2 separate regions of the Dromaius novaehollandiae genome follow, and region 2 is linked to region 1. The links are chromatin contacts, called in public Hi-C maps. All regions are on one chromosome and are shown on one strand. Each heading gives the region's core, a stretch centred on a gene start, on an enhancer-like site or on the middle of the called end of the contact. The rest is flanking DNA. Distances are from core to core; before and after follow the strand shown.

The links. A called contact is a pair of places that touch in the nucleus more often than the background predicts.
Region 2: a Hi-C map of liver shows a contact between it and region 1, with 9 times the contacts expected there. The contact joins the promoter of RPRD1A here to the enhancer-like site in region 1. A contact is called at or near these places in 3 of 4 Hi-C or Micro-C datasets (brain, liver and ovary).

Annotation. Positions count from the first base shown.
Region 1 is chr2:67,383,309-67,386,008 of bDroNov1.hap1, forward strand. No RefSeq gene overlaps it. Among named protein-coding and RNA genes, the nearest start is that of FHOD3, 12 kb to the right of the region's middle. Within about 2 kb of position 1,268, at least 1 of the 2 cell types and tissues checked has open chromatin away from gene starts, as enhancers often do.
Region 2 is chr2:67,896,251-67,898,950 of bDroNov1.hap1, forward strand. RPRD1A (regulation of nuclear pre-mRNA domain containing 1A) reads left to right here and starts at 1,288. Exons shown (of 7, transcript XM_064506712.1): 1 at 1,288-1,685. The coding sequence starts at 1,535.

The DNA.
Region 1 (2,700 bases), core at 18-2,517:
ATGGACCTGTGTGAGATTGTGGCTAAGAGCATGAATATGCTATGTATGGGGCAGGAGTTAGCTTATCATCTGATCATAGCTCTTATTTCTGGAAGATGTCAGTCAAAAAAAATATTACAGTGTTGTTTTTCATATTACTTTAATTGGAAAGGGTTGAGATGTGGAGCTACTTGCTCCCATCCATGAAGAGCAAAGATTTAAGAAGACAAAGGGGGGGACTTAAAAGACAGAAGAAGCAGAAGAATGTAAAAATTGAGCTTACATCAATATTTAAAAGTATGGAAAAAAGTAGTAAAGCAAATACTAGTTTTCTTCATTACATTCCTGGTGGTTTATGACTGGTTAAGCTTCAGTTAATTAACATACCTAAGCAAAGATGTAATGTAAATACATTGTTAGTATTTTAAGTAACATGTAAACACTACAAAATGACTAAGAAAGCTGCTAACATTTGTGTAGCTAGGTTTATTTTATCAAAAACCTTTACATATTTACTATAATCTTATACCTTGAGACCAGCAAATTTCCATATATCTCCTGATTAAAACCTGCGTGACACAGAAGGATTAATTTTCTGGCAGTGGCAATCTGAAACTCCAAATTTATTAGGCAATGTCAGCGCTAACATTTTTAGTACCCTTTGCTCCACAATAATTAATTGCCATGCTAACTTGACCTAATAACACAATTGAAAATGCTAGTCTGGATATTCCGCAGACTTTTTTCTCCCAGGACTCAAATACTTGTGGTTTTTCTTCAGAATGTCCTGGAATAAACATTTGTGGCATGTCTAGACGGGCACTTAGAGCTGAGTTCAGTTAACTTGAGTTAATAGGTAATCAATTAACTGGAGGTAAAAAGGGACCAAAACCACTATTCTAGGCATATTCACATTGATTAAACAACAGAAGAAGTGCTGCATGCTGACTTCATGATCGTCATCTTTTCTATTTAAATGTAAGGTACATTGGAAAACATTTACATCTGAAAGTTGATAGAGGAGAAATTATTGATATAGTAGTCCTGCATCTGTCTGTAAGCACTATGTGTCTCTGAGAAGTAACTTTCTCCAGTTATGACAGTCTCTAGGACAGGAAAAAAAAGCTATTGTACATCTGATCTACAACAGATCTGAAAAAGCAACATTATGCAGATGTATGAGAGAGACATAGCTGTATACGAATGCATTGCATGGTTGCTAATGCTTTACACTAGAATAATATTTGGAGCCCTAGCTAGAGGTTGTGCTTCCCCTGCTTTGTGAGATGTCGTGGCTAGAGCACAAATCAGGCCTGTTGGGGCATTGCAGGCTGTCAGATTGTTACTGCTGTGGGCTAACTAGCCATAAACAAAGTTCAAAGAGCGCACTGGAAATAACTCTCAAAACTTGTGTTGTGCTGTCAGTGTTCATTCAAGCAAGACTGGCTGAAAATGTTCTTCACAGCTTGTAGTTTCTGACCAAGTTCCCCTGTTGACATTCTCAGCAGAGCATTGTATTTATTGCATCAACTGTATTTGCTTTTCATTTTATAATATTTCATTCTACCCTGGAGTTCTGTCAGGTGTTCCTTCAAGTTTACTGCAGTGTTCATGACAAAAACCTACAGTATTAATTTTGCAGTCTAGAAGTGATTATACTTAAGTGGTATTCTTGTTTGTTATGTTTTATGCTTACAAAGTGTGCTGAGATGACAAATCTTTATTTCTTACTCTAAAAATGAGCAAAGCTAATGCTCTTGGCAAGATGGTGTCTGATAATCTTGTAGAACTGAACACTCTGACGGCTGTGTTCACATAAACTGCAGTTTACATGATATACACACAAATGCACACACATGTAATGTGTCTGCAGACCTAACAGCACAAAGGCTTTTTTTTAGGATCAAAGTAGTCATTTCAACGCAAAAAGTGGAATCATTGACTCATGTGAGTCTCCTTAATAGTACTACAGTGGCATACACAGACCTACTTTTGCTGCTGCAGTGATCTTGCTTAGAAAACAAATGGTCACATGCATACATCCCTGTGTATAATAATTACATCTTTAAAAGTTTCCAGCAAAGATACGACCCAAATTCATTTTAATCTCTAAAATCCACTTTCCAATCATTTGGGCAGGTTCCTCAAACAAAATGTTTGCAAGGAGAGGCAGAAGGATGTATCCAGGACTAGAGAACCTTTACAAGTTTTCATATTGAGCTATGTACCACAGTTAAATTTTTATCCTTGGATAACCTAAACATGATTTAGCTATTAAAAGAATGGGGTAAAGCTCAGTTCACACTAGCTCTTTAGTGGCAAACTTCAGCTGGGCATCAGCTTTAATGGTAAATTACAGCATCGTGGTTCCTCATGCTTCAGCTCTTTTTCAGATCTCATTTAATTATTTTGTTAATGCATTCAGCTTTACCTTTCTCTCTATATAGAGAGAGCTGGGGTTGTTTTGCTGCTAGTGTCCTGCTCTGTGACATCCTAGAACTGCTGGAGGTGTAATAGCAGTTTGTAATAGCCAGGGTTGCCAAAGCCTGAGGTTAAGCTCTTAGGCCTATATTTAGCCACTTCAACAGGTGGCCTGATGTAGAAGAGTGCTGAGCCTGCAAGCTCCCACTCAGCTACTTAAGTACTGAAATCCATGGACCAGCTGAGAGGTCAGGACTTTTGAACATCCAGACAGGTGTGAAGTGCCTAAATATCTAAATA
Region 2 (2,700 bases), core at 38-2,537, 510 kb after region 1:
TTCTAAATTACTATTCATATTTAATTTTTCTAATGCTTGCATCTGTGTTAGCTCTATCTTAATTTTACTTCAGTGGCCAGTTCTATATAATGCCAATAGCGTCCTCTGCTGTACCTAGCAAAAATAGCAAGGTACTACAAATCCTCTTTCATTCATGATTACCAAAATGCAGTGAATTTATAGAAAATGAGATTTCTCAAAGATTTGTGCAGCTCTTCACTTAAATTCTTCTGCCAGGAATCATCCAAAATCATCCATGCCAATTTTGTGAATAGAATTCACATGAAAACACATAACACCCCCAAGGTCTTATGTTTTTGAAATGTATCGGATTTCTCTAAGAAGCAGCATTAGGAAAATTCCCTGAAAAGAGTGCTCTCACGATTATCACCTGGGCCATCTTCTCTGAATGTCAGACATGAAATAGGGAAAATGAAATTTAGAGTTTTTAAAAACAAAAATTACAGATTTTTTTCTCAATTAGCTTGTTGCTGTTTGGTAAGAAGCAACTGGATGCGCACATGACTACAGGAATACTCTGTCTTAAGAGTGAATACTTAAAACATTGTCAGGATGCCCCAAAGTAAAGTATATTTTTCTGATATGTATATAATTTTATAGAAATATTAAAACAGTATCTGTGAAAGACATTGTCTGAAGTTATGATTAACTACCCAGAAATAGGGCTCCAGAGAAATTTGTAGGAGCTGAAGTTCATAGTTCTCTGAAAACGTCAGTTACTCAGTAATGTCTAAATAAGATGTGATGTGAGGCAGTTTTAGAAGACTAGAAAAGCCACACATGCTCAGCAGTAGAGACTATCTTTCACACAGGCACGTACTAAATAGATTTGGATTCTTTAGAGTGAGAAAAAAAATACTGAAGGTGATACAATATTAAGTCTCTAAAACAATAACCACCACAAAACACACGGGAGCAGGGAGCAACTTTTATTCACTATTGCCACAAAAGCAGAACTAAGGGGCATCCATCAAAGCTTTAATGGAACAGGTCTGAAACAAGTAGGAGGAAATACTCCAGCACACAATCCATCACTAAGAAAAAGAGAGCGAAAGAAAGGGTTTTTTAGAAAGAGTTTGATCGGGACAAAAGACTGAAGGAAAGACATAAGCGAGCCGCAACGCTCCTTGGTCTGGCAGCTGACACCCGCTGAGGCCAACTGCCCCCGCCCCCGTTCCCTAACGGTCGGGCGGTTGGGGCACGCGTGAGGGCGGCGCGCGCACAAAAGGCGGGAACCGGCATAAGCCCCCTTCCCCCCGCCTCCCCTCCGCCGGAAGTGAGGCGCGGAGGAGGAGGGGCGGAGCCCGGCAGGCCTCCGGGAGGGTCGGCGGCCGCCGCCGCCATTTTGTTCGCGGCGGACTGCCGGGGCGCGCGAAAGTGGCGGCCGGCGAGGCGGGAAGGAAAGGGCCGGGCCGGGGAGCGGCGGGCTCCTCCCCCGCTGGGGCGGAGCGGCGGGGCCTGAGCGCGGCCGGGCAGCGGGGGCGGCAGGGTCGCGGCCGAGCGGCGGCCCGGCATGTCGGCCTTCTCGGAGGCGGCGCTGGAGCGGAAGCTGTCGGAGCTCAGCAATTCTCAGCAGAGCGTGCAGACGCTGAGCCTCTGGCTCATCCACCACCGCAAGCACTCGGCGCTTATCGTCAGTGTGTGGGAGCGGGAGCTGCGCAAAGGTGAGGCTGCCGCCGCCGCGGGGCCCCTTCCCGCCTGCGGGTGCTGGATGGGGCTTTTACCGGGGACGGTGGCGGAGGTGGCGCCCGGCCGGGCTGCGGGTGAGGGGCCGCCCTCGGGGTGTGCCTGCCTGGGGAGGCCTGCGTGGTCTGCCGAGGCGGGGAAGGGGGGCGGGTCGACCGCGGTGCCTAGGGAGAGCGGAGCCACCAGGACAAGTAACAGACCCCGGTTTCTTGATGGCTGTGGGGTTGGGAGGTGTTTCTCCTCCCTCTTCTCTCTCCCCTGCTCTGGCTCCCCTCTTTATTCCTGCTTCCTCCCTCCCAGAGATGCTTCTGAGGATGCTGCTTTTCCTGTTAACTTGTCCTTCTTCTCAGCGTCAGAAAGGAGAGGGCAAAAGAAGGGAAAGAAGGCGGCGAGCACGGGGTATAGGGCTTCTTGTTATAATAATGGTAGTTAAAGTACTTGCAACTTAACGAGAGATAAGGCATGTAAACGGTTATCTGCAATGATGTTAGCTCTGAAACGGTCTGTGTTGGCTGACATGGTGGCTTTGCCCACTTACACCAGCAGTTATTCTCGTGGAGCAGCTGAAGATGGGAATACTTCAGGGGATTAGTGAATAATATGTCCAAAGTGTTTTTTTTTACTTCCTGTTCTTGCAAGTGGGCTAATACTGATGATAGCATAATACAGATGAGTTTGTTTCTTTAGGTGTATTCATTATTTGATATTGTTGAACATACAGACTTAGATTTCTGTATGGCTTTCCTTTTAACAAGAAAGAACTTGCAACTCTAGCAAGTGGTTTAGGGAGTGAAAGGCAGAGATGGCATGTGAAACTTTACTTGACCTTCCTGGAAAGTAACTGGATCTTAAGTTGGCTCATCTTAAAACAAACCAACCAAAAAAAACCCTAAAACCCCACTTCCTAAAGCTCTAGCATGGTCTAGAAGATGTTACAGCCTTCCAGTAGTTACCTTTCTACCCCCAATAATACTTGAGTCTTTAATGGCAGAA